Linked DNA regions of Mus musculus: regions 2, 3 and 4 are each linked to region 1. Evidence: chromatin contacts called from public Hi-C and promoter capture Hi-C data. All regions are on one chromosome and are shown on one strand. Each heading gives the region's core, a stretch centred on a gene start, on an enhancer-like site or on the middle of the called end of the contact. The rest is flanking DNA. Distances are from core to core; before and after follow the strand shown.

Region 1 (2,700 bases), core at 160-2,659:
TCTTTTATCCTGTAACTCTCTGAAATCCTCCTGCCTCAGTATCCCCAGTGCTGGGCTGACAGACACATTTGAGTTACCACACTAGGCTTGAGTTCTGTTATTTTGTTTTTATTTTACTTTGGAAGGAATTCTTTTTCTGACTTGCATTGTATTTTAAAGGATGAGTTTTCCTGTATCTCAATAAAGCGGCTATAATTTATTTAGTGACAAGGTCCCACTGTGTAGCCCCAGCAGGCCTGGAACTTGCTATATATAGGCAGTCCTTGAACTCTCAGATCCATTTGAAGGCCACCGTTGCCGGCTCATTCTGGTTCTCTGTGCTGAAATAAGTACATTCTAGAATAATGTTTTGGGTGCAATAGGTTAAATACATTACTATAGTGAATTTTAATTTGTAAAAATTTACTTTAAATTTTAAAGTTACTAAACATTTTAAACGTTTTAAAATAAATTAAAATTTTTTTGAGCCAGGCGATGGTGGCGCACACCTTCAATCCCAACACTTGGGAGGCAGAGGCAGGCGGATTTCTGAGTTTGAGGCCAGCCTGGTCTACAGAGTGAGTTCCAGGACAGCCAGGGCTACACAGAGAAACCCTGTCTGGAAAAAAAAATTTTTTTTTTGATTGTTGTACTAGTTGTTATGGCCATAGGCCACCTTGTACTCTCAACCAGACCAGACACAAGCCACATTTTGGAGGCTGGGCCCTTTCTTCCGTTCTCTTCATCGACCTAAACCACTGGCTGCCACAAACACCAAACGCCCCCATAATCCTGGAGCCAACAAGCAAAGCCAGCCGCCGAAGGTGGAGCCAGAGCGCCGTTGCTAGGCAACCGCGATGGCCCCGCCCCTTCCCCTAACCAATCAAGGGTTTCTAAACACAGCGCAGGTACGTCAGGTGGCGCGTGACCTCGGCACGCACCGGGCGCAGCTTTCCCCGCCTCCTCGCCCCGTCACAACCAATCGAAAGCGAGATTTTGGTGCGCGCCTGGCGTGCGAAAGTCGCCTAACCCCACGTCTTCCCCGCCCCGCCCCCCACTCTTCACGGCCCGATCGCGGTAGGGAAAATGGGGGTCGGCGCTGACCACCGGGCGCCCGAAGGTCCCGCCACGCACCCCGAGAGATCGCTCTGCCCCGGCGGGGACTCCCGGAAGCGGAAGTTGTGAGGGAAGCGGCGGCGGGATACGCACCTGAGGGCCCTGCTTTGCGGGCCGCGCCGGGGGTCTGGAGCCTGGCTTGCGCGTGCGCAGCGGCTCTGCGCCGGCGACCGCAGCTCGGGGGCCGCGGGCGCCTCCTCTCCGCTCCCTTCCTGTTTTTCGTTTTTATTATTTTTTCTCCCTCTTTTTTATTTTATTTTTTGTCTTTGTTTGCTTCCTGGAAGGAAGGTCGGCTTCCCGCGCGTGGCCGAAGCACCCCCGGTGGGGACGGCCACTTCCGGTGCGCTGCAGGACGGCTTCCGCGAGGCCGCCGGCCGGGCTGCGTGGCGTGCACGTGGCTTCGCGCCTTCCCTGGATGTGCATGGCCGTTCTGGATAGATAGAGATATTTTAAAATGTGGTTGTGCGTGCACGTGGAAGCGGAGAGGTCACCCCACGTGTTACTCAGGCACCCACTCCCCCCACCCCCCGCGACAGAGTTTTTCTTGTAGCCCTGGCTAGCCTGCGTTGTAGACCAGGCTGGCCTCGGACTCAGAGTCCACTGCCTCTGCTTCCCGAGTGCTGGGATTAAAGGCGTGCGCCATCACACCACCTACCTTTTAGGACATTGCATTTCCTTTAAAACTAATTTTTGTGCCTGTGTCAGTTCTATGTTCTTGTGTTTGCGTGGCTGCATGTCTCGGGAGCTATTCGTAAAGCACCATCTGTTGTAAGTATTTTGCCACCCTGTTTATATGCACCACGGGGAGGCCAGAAGAGGTCACAGTATCCCCTGGACCAGGAGTTTCAGACGGTATGGATGCGGGAACTGATCAAGTGTTCTTAACCACGGAGCCATCCCTCCAGCCCCACTTTACAAGGGTTCCAGTTTTATTTGTTTGTTTGCTTTAAAATATACTGGAAAGGGGGTTGGAGCAGTGGCTCAGCTGTTAAGAGCTGATAAGTGTGCTTTCAGAAGACCAGTGTCTGTGTCAAGCACAGCACACGTGCCTGTAACTCGCATTTCCAAAGGATTGGAATCCTTTGGCCTCTGTATGCACCCACACCCGCTTAAAAAAAATAAAATATTTAAAAAATACTTTTAAAGATTTGTTGCTTGGTGTACATGCCATTAATACTAGCATTCACAAGGAAGAAATAGGCAAATCTCTCTGAGTTTGAGGCCAGCCATGACTACATATAAGATCCTGTCCCAAAATAAAATGAGAACACTTTGTTCATATCAGGAAAGGCTGTGTAGCTTCCGACATAGTTTGTATTTGCTCGTGTTCTTGAGCTGGCTCCAATAAATCCTTTCCTCCCAGGTCACAAGTGGGTCACTGATTGCTAGATCCTATGGTGTTCGTCCAGCCTGAAAATCTCTTGCTCTGGCTACTTGTCAAAATCAGGTCACTCACCCTTGCAATGTGGCCTTTTAGGGCACAGTGCTTGGTGGCTGTTCTGGCTCCCACTCAATCTCCTTTCTTCCCACTCTCAGATTGCCATGACGTTTCCTACTTTCTGTCTCCAAGCTCTGCTGTCTGCCCTCAGTCCTTGACTTACTTAG
Region 2 (2,700 bases), core at 37-2,536, 3.9 Mb after region 1:
ACTTCACCAGCGCAAGCTTGACTTGTGTTCAACCAGAGCCTTAAACACAGAAGGTGAAGATTTTTTTCACAGGACTTGAAATCTAAAATTTATTGGGGTTTTTTTGTTGTTGTTGTTTTGTTGGTTTTTGGTTTTTTGTTTGGTTTTTGGTTTTTTTGGGTTTTTTTTTTTGGTTTTGGTTTTGTTTTGTTTTTTTTTTTTGTTTTGTTTTGTTTTGTTTGGTTTGGTTTGGTTTTTCGAGACAGGGTTTCTCTGTGTAGACCAGGCTGGCCTTGTCAGAAGTCCGCCTGCCTCTGCCTCCCAAGTGCTGGGATTAAAGGCGTGCACCACCACAGCCCGGTGAAATTTATTGTTTACAGGTGCTGTTTAATAGACCCAGAAGTCCCAAAACATGGATAAGGAGCTACCACCATCAGACGCCCCTGAGGTTAGACCAACTTCCATCGAAACGTGGTCCTTAGGCTCAGAAAGGGAAAAACCTAGTTAAGAGCTCCCAGGAGCGACAGCCTCCTGCTAATATGTGCGTTCAGTTAGGCTGAGGTGGGAGGAACACCGTTAATTTTTTTTAATTATTTATTTAATGTATATGAGTACACTGTAGCTGTCTTCAGACACATCAGAAGAGGGCATCAGATCTCAATACAGATGGCTGTGAGCCACAATGTGGTTGCTGGGAATTGAACTCAGGACCTCTGGAAGAGCAGACAGTGCTCTCAATCGCCGAGCCATCTCTCCAGCCCCCGTTATTTTTTAAAACTAACCCGGGCTACATCCGAGTTCCAGGCCAGCTTAGACTACAGAGCAATTTCCTAATCCCCCTGGGTAGTGAGTTCCAGGTGAGCCTCGGCTATCCACTGAATGCCGAACTAGTTGCTATACAAGCTGAGATCCACACAGGGGCTACACAGTGAGTCCCAAATTTTCCTGAGCTTACACTGTGAGTTCTGAGTTAACTTGGGATACATAAAACGGCCCTTTTAAAAGGAAAACAGAAATAAAAGGAAAGAAGAAAAAATAAGATACAGTAAAAACAAACAGTAACACATCAAGTGTAGCAACCTAAGGCCCTCGGTGGAGGGGGAATCTGTTGCCTTCTGCCCGCCCGAGACCCTGGCCAGCCCAGACTCACCCATCCTCCGCGGGGCCCGAGCTACGCAAGTCAACCGGCAAACGCAAAGAGAGAGGGACAGCGAACAGGAGGATTGAGTTTACAGGGACAGGGAAGCCATGCATGCAGTCGGCAGACCTGCCCGCGTTGGCTGCAGGGGACAGAGGCGGGCCCAGAAGGAAAAAAAAAAAAAAAAAAAGGAGCTAGCGGAAGCTCTAACTTCCTCTCTGATAGGCTCAAATAGAAAAGAGGCGGGACCAGAGAGAAGCCATCACTTCTAAACCTGGGAAAGATGCTAGAGCACTTCCTGTACTTCTCGGATTGGCTCAGAGTGGAAAGGGGCGGGCCTGTGGGAAACGCGGTCCAGAGCGGGAGATGCAAAAGCAAGCGAGCTTCCTGCTCCACTGTTATTTCTCGCTTCGGCTCAGAAGGGGAAAGGGCAGGACAGAGGGCAGTACTATCAAGAAATAAATGACAACCTGGCATGCTGCTGACTGACCATTAATCCTAGCACTCCAGAGGCACAGGCAGACGGATCTCTGGGAGTTCCTAGTTAATGGACAGCTTGTTCCGCCGCGTAGTGAGCTCCAGGACTACGTATGCCAGGGCTATAAAGAGACCTTGCCTCAATCAATCAGTCAATAAATGGAAAAAAGGAATTCAGCTTGATGACACAGACCTGTATTTCAGCGCTCTTGAGGCTGAAACAAAATGATCACGAGATTCAGGATAGCTACTATTTGGAGAAAGAGTCTCACTGTGTAGCTCTGGATGGCCTGTAACTCGCCTATATAAAACAAAATGGCTTCGAATTTACAACGCAATTAGCCTGCCTCTGACTCCCATGTGCATAGGTGACTAAGCCAAGAGAGTTTTTATTTACTTCTTTTAAAAGTTATAGCCGGGCGTGGTGGCGCACGATTTTAATCCCAGCACTCGAGAGGCAGAGGCAGGCGGATTTCTGAGTTCGAGGCCAGCCTGGTCTACAGAGTGAGTCCCAGAACAGCCAGGGCTACACAGAGAAACCCTGTCTCAAAAAAAAAAAAAAAAAGATATATATATGTGTGTGTGTATATATGTGTGTACATATACACACATATATGTGTGTATATATATCACTGACTGCTCTTCCAAAGGTCCTGAGTTCAATTCCCAGGACCACATGGTAGCTCACAACCATCTGTAATAGGATCTGATGCCCTCTTCTGGTGCGTTTGAAGACAGCTACCGTGTATTCATATACATAAAATAAATAAATAAATCTTTTAAAAAGTAAATCTTAAAAAAAAAAAAATAGGGCTGGCGAGATGGCTCAGTGGTTAAGAGCGCCGACTGCTCTTCCTAAGGTCCCGAGTTCAAATCCCAACAACCACATGGTGGCTCACAACCATCCGTAACGAAATCTGATGCCTTTTCTGGAGTATCTGAGGACAGCTACAGTGTACTTACATATAATAAATAAATCAAAAAAAATTTTTTTTTAAATTTAAAATGAGCGCAGCCTCTGAACTCTGCAGAACTATTCAACCAAAATATCATGTTTCCACCCAGATAATAAACATTACTCACCCATAATAGGTAGGCGTAACTGG
Region 3 (2,700 bases), core at 79-2,578, 4.3 Mb after region 1:
CTCAGCGGTTAAGAGCACTGACTGCTCTTCCGAAGGTCCGGAGTTCAAATCCCAGCAAACACATGGTGGCTCACAACCACCCATAATGAGATCTGACGCCCTCTTCTGGTGTGTCTGAAGACAGCTACAGTGTACTTCCATATAACAATAAATAAATTTAATAAATAAATAAACCATCAGGTAAACATTTTTTGGAGCCGAAGGAGTAGCAACCCACAGGTTTAGACCAAGGGGTCTCCCTAGCCTAGTTAACATCTGAATTAACATTTCAGGCTGGGGGAGGGAGAGGGGGATGCTGGTGCTGAAGTAGAGTGTCCTTGCAACCCACTGCTGACAACCTGAGTTTGAGCCTTAGAAAGATCAACAACCAACTCCCATAAAGTGCCCTGTGACCTTCACACAGGCTCCCAGATGGGACATCTGGAATCTTGATGCTGTCAAGAATTTCCTACTTCGTGTGGACAGGAGATGGCTCAATGGAGCAGCAGTTCTCAACTTGTGGGTCAGGACCCTTTCACAGGGCTCGCCTAAGACCAAACTTACAAAATTACAGTTACAATGTAGCAAAAAAAAAAATTTTTTTTAATGATCAGGGGTCACCACCACAACAACAAAAGGATCGCAGCATTAGGAATGTTGATACCCCTTGTAGTAGCGTAATTACAACTAAGGGTTAGCTATCCTGGACCCAAAAGGTGGAAAGAGAGAATTCTAAAATTCTCGAACCTCCACACACAAATAACGAGTAATTTTCTTTTATCCTTTTTTTCCCCCCTTCTATAAACCTTTAAACTCTGTAATCCCATCCCCAGAGAAGCAGAGTCAGGAAAATCAAGGAAGGCTATCCAGGACTTATGAAGTCCAAAGCTAGCCTGACAGAATCAAAAACACAGTAAGAACAAAACAAAACAAAACAAAAAAACACCCCCAAGAGCTTGACACCTATCACCATTCATTCTTTCCTCACCTCCTCTTAGACTATGCCCTCGACAGCCCTTCCCCCAACCTGTCTAGGGAAAATGTCACATTTCAGAGTCCTCTCCCGGAGTGCACAGAGCGTGTCCCCGTTCTCCGGGAGTCCTCCCCTGGTAGCGGATCCCTTTCGGCTCCCTCCATCTCACCCTCGGCTTCGCAGCTCTTAAGCTACAGAACCTCGTCCTGGCCGCCCGCGCTTTGTCCCCAGTCCCGAGGGTCTCACCCGGCCAGAAGGGTCACGCGGGAAGTGCGGATTCGGCTTCCACGTGGCATCCTCGGTGTCTGCACCTTAAGCGTCCAGACACAACAAACTCGGGAACGCCCACGGGCGTCCAGCAAGGAGGGAGGAAGGTGGGAGGTGGAACCTCCGCACGTAGCCAATTAGAGCCCAGGAGAAGCACGATCGCTGAAAGTTATTGGACGAACCAGACATCAGTAACTGGCAATGCGGTGCCACTGCGTACCACGCCGGGAAGTTGCTTGGCGACGAGGCGCTGTAGCTAATGGGAAGTTCCTGAGGTTGCTCTCTCAAATCTTGTCCTTCGGTTCTGAGATGTATGGTTAGTTTTTTTCTTTCGATGGACCACTGGATTCCTCCACTGCCAGGCTGCCCTTTGATTTTGAGACCCTTCTGCCTCAGCATCTCAAGTGAACTGGCATCTCAAGTGAATTACCCGCATGTGCTGCCACGCCCACTGTGTTAACACGTGTTAAACCTGAAAATTGAGTGGATGAAGACTAAACTCTATTGTCTAATCAAAAGCAAGCTTTATTTTAGAGGTGCATCCAGCATCAGGACTGGATATCCGGCTGTTTTATCCTAAGTTGGGATTTTAGAGAACAGGCCCTTACTGGCCTTTTGGGATTCCTTTTATGGCGGAGCGATAAAAGATTAATAGAAAACAGATGTAAGCATGTTTACAGGGCCTAGAGTATTGACTGTTAGAGATTGTTAGAAAAATACAATGAAACAGGAAGACAAGGATATATATCATATAAATGAGGTCTTTCCCCCCCCCCCCCCAGATTACATCAGATTTAGGAAGCAAACTTAGATAGAACCCTAGTTTCGTAAGTATAGGGGCTTAACACACTGGGTTCCTTAATTTGCAAGGTATGGGTACTTAATACAATGTGGTCCTTAATTTCGAAGGTATATGGGTTTGACACATTGCACCCTTTGATTTATGGTCTCATAGTCTCATCTTGGCCTGATTAACTCTTTCAAATCTTTGACAAGAGAGCAAGCATTGCTTGATGTTGTAGTCGGGGGAACAGGATTCTGGTATTGAGTATCTGGAGGGTGATTAGGTTAATATTGCACCAAAAACACAGAGCGCAAGTATTATGATTGATAGTAGAACCATCAGGGGGCCAATGAAGGGTGAGAAACATCTTAGCCAGGAGGGCCAATCAACATGTGCCTTGGAGATATTATTTCTCAATGTAAGTTATCGATTAGGTTATCGATGGTGTTAGAGAAATCTGATATGTTAACACATTTCAGGGAACTGTTGACATCCAAGATTATGTGTGATCAACTGAAAGACTACGGTAGCTCTATTTTGTAGGATTGTCATTCTTAACTCTCTAATTTCTCGGTTAATTTCTGTCAATATCTTTGTTGTATAGTGTTTGGCTAGTGAGCCAGCTATTTTAGAAATCTCCCTTTTCATCCCCACAACCAATGAGGGGCAGGTTGTGACTGCTGCTGAGGCGGGGTCT
Region 4 (2,700 bases), core at 22-2,521, 4.5 Mb after region 1:
CTGCTAAGTTTGATGAACTACATTCAATTTCCCAGACCCACATGGTGGAAGAAAATCAATTACACACACGTGGCAGAGAGCTCAGAGGTTAAAAAAAATCTTAAAAAAAAAAAAAAGGAATATTTCAATTAGCCAAGGCTGGCCTGCAACTGCACACCTGCAACTGCAGAACTTTGGAGTCTGAAGCAAAAGGTTTGCTGAAGGTTCAAGGCCAGCCAGGAATATATGTAGTAAGATCTTGTCTCAAAATACATACATACATACATACATACATACATACATACATACATACATACATACATAGGGCCTGGAGAGATGGCTCAGGGGTTAAGAACACTTGCCGCTCTAGAAGAGAACTCAGATTCAATTCCCAGCCCCGACATGGCGGCTCACAACCCTCTGTAACTCCGGGTCGTTGGGGATCCAAAACCTTCTCCTGGCTGCCCCAGGCACCTATGTGTTAGCCACACATGAAAGCAAACACTTATACACATAAAATAAAAAAATAAATCCTACAAACCGCTTAAACAGCAAATAAGCATATAAAGGAAGAAAAGAAGGGAAAACAAATCTGTCGGTAAATTCGGATGGCCTTTCGTTATTTAAACGTGGGGATGTCAAGGTGACAGGTTGACACACCGAGCACAGTCTCCGCGGAGGTCAGGAAAAAAGAAAAAGTTTCGACAGCGAACTCCGCCATCTACTACAGCTGGCCACCGTGGGTTACTTTTTTTTTTTTTTTTTTTTGCCACTCCGCTTTCAAATTTAAGGGCTGTCCCGACTGGGGACCCCGGGGTACAGCTTCCCCAGGGAGACCAGCCATCCTTTTGCTTCTCTGCACGACCTGGGGCGAGGCATTGCTACTGCGAGGGGCGCAGCGCGCAGAGGCTGAGGGCGGACGTGGCCCGCGAGCCCGGGCGTCCCCGGCAAGGGCGGCGCCGGCAGGACGGTGACCTTGAGCCCCACGGGGGCCCGGGAAGGCGCCGCAGCCTCGCCAGCCCTCGGTCGCCTGGGACTCGGGAGGCCGGCCCCCCGGCGTCCCCTGCCCGCCCCGGGGACCCCGCGCCCTTCGCCCCACGGCGGCCCCTCCCCGGCCGGGCCCCGGAAAGGGCGGCGCTGCTCACCGGAGCCCCGGCAGGAAGCCGCTCTGGGCGGCTGGCCGCAGCAGGCCTCCTCGCGCGAGCAACACCCGCGCCGCCATCTTGCTCCGGAGCCTGAAGCTCCTACCGCCTCGGTGTCGCTGACGCCGCCGCTACCGCGACCCCTCCCCCGGCCGGGCCGACCAGGCTGGGGCGGGGCGGGGCAGGGCGCTAGGCCGCTGTAGTGCAGGGGAGCGGCCGCTAGGGGGAGCAGCGTGGCGCCTCAGTGCTGCCGCCAGGGGGCGTGCCAAGAAGTTGCTGAAGATATCCGTAGATCCCGCGAGGGGAGTTCAGGGTCTCTGAAGTCCGAGTGAGAAAGGAACCTGGAATGTACACGGGGAGATCCACGGGAAAGGAGTAGATCTGTGCATGTGGGGAATCCAGAGTCTGATTTTATGGTTGAGGGCCACCACAAACATGAGGAAACGTGTTAAAGTTTTAGCAGCATCAGGAAAGTCGAGAACCACTGGTATAGGGGGAAGTGTATTCTGTAAGGATAATAAAAGAGCTATGGATATAAGCATAAACTTCAGCAAGATAAGAGTAGGCAAAAGCAGAACTAGATCCCGAGGAATCAGAGAAATAGGGAGCAGCCTGGGCCTCAGTTACATGCAGAGGCCAAGAGAAGGATACTCTCCAATTGGTGGCTGCCTTCCTGGTTCTGAGTTAGAAGACGGATGGGAGCTGTAATCTTGAAGCTCAGGAGTTGTGGTTTTCTTTATCTTTTAAATTTTTCTCTTCCTAGTCTATGTGCATCATCAGTGTTTTGCCTGCATGTATGTCTGTGTGAGAGTGTGGGTGGAGCCCCTGGCAATTGGAGTTGCAGGAGGTTGTGAGCTGCCATGTGGGTGCTAGGAATTGAACCCCAGGTCCTCCGGGAAGAGCAGCCAGTGCTCTTAATCGCTGAGCCATCTTTCCAGCCCCATGGGTACAGTTTTTCTAACAAGAATTTGGACAAATGACAGGGTCTGGTCTTGTGGGTGGTGGAGGAGCGGTTCAGACTGGGAGAGGCACTCCTTTGAATGTGAATGAGGCTGAGAGCGGTCCATAAAACTGTAGACCCAACTGTGGGAGGCAGATATGTGACTTGCTGCGGGCAGGGCCTCTTCAAGCGTCGGTGAGCCCTGCCTTTTTTATACAGATCCTTCATTTCTCAACTTAGCTGAGACAGGGTCTTTATGTGGCGCCCAGTCCGGCCTCAAACTGATGGTAATCTGTTTACCGCTCTTGAGTCGGGGTTGAACCTGGGAGAATGGAGCCTAAAAACGAGGCGGACTAAAGTCTCAAGCAATAGCGTTTATTCAGAGCATCAGACGATTTATACTCTGAGGGTATAGAAGAACCACAGGAGTTAGGTGTGTAATCATAAGGACAAGCCACACGTGGCAAAAAAATAATAAAAGCAGCAAGCAGTAATGAGTGATCTGGAGTGAACTCACTGCGATTCGCTACACCTGGGAGGGGTGTGAAGCACAGTCTATGAACAAGTTTTGTGTTTTGAAGAAACTGAGGTTACAAGACTCATTTGGAGTTTCTCACAAGCATTCAGAGTTCCCCTCAT

What was found. Promoter capture Hi-C pulls out the DNA fragments that hold promoters and counts their contacts. Hi-C and Micro-C count contacts between places; a contact is called where the count stands out from the background.
Region 2: a Hi-C map of B cells shows a contact between it and region 1, with 7 read pairs. The contact joins the promoter of Tyw1 here to the promoter of Gtf2ird2 in region 1. A contact is called at or near these places in 1 of 39 promoter capture datasets (pre-B cells) and 3 of 484 Hi-C or Micro-C datasets (B cells, the G1E-ER4 cell line and embryonic stem cells).
Region 3: a promoter capture Hi-C map of cranial neural crest shows a contact between it and region 1. The contact joins the promoter of Zbed5 here to the promoter of Gtf2ird2 in region 1. A contact is called at or near these places in 2 of 39 promoter capture datasets (cranial neural crest and pre-B cells).
Region 4: a contact with region 1 is called in a Hi-C map of B cells, with 5 read pairs. The contact joins the promoter of Nipsnap2 here to the promoter of Gtf2ird2 in region 1.

Annotation. Positions count from the first base shown.
Region 1 is chr5:134,182,747-134,185,446 of GRCm38.p6, reverse strand. It overlaps Gtf2ird2 (GTF2I repeat domain containing 2), which reads right to left and starts at 1,409. Exons shown (of 16, transcript NM_053266.1): 1 at 1,189-1,409.
Region 2 is chr5:130,255,623-130,258,322 of GRCm38.p6, reverse strand. Tyw1 (tRNA-yW synthesizing protein 1 homolog (S. cerevisiae)) reads right to left here and starts at 1,286. Exons shown (of 16, transcript NM_001015876.2): 1 at 1,130-1,286. The coding sequence starts at 1,133.
Region 3 is chr5:129,894,351-129,897,050 of GRCm38.p6, reverse strand. It overlaps Zbed5 (zinc finger, BED type containing 5), which reads right to left and starts at 1,328. Exons shown (of 4, transcript NM_183088.2): 1 at 1,199-1,328. The coding sequence starts at 1,248.
Region 4 is chr5:129,723,646-129,726,345 of GRCm38.p6, reverse strand. It overlaps Nipsnap2 (nipsnap homolog 2), which reads right to left and starts at 1,271. Exons shown (of 10, transcript NM_008095.4): 1 at 1,125-1,271. The coding sequence starts at 1,201.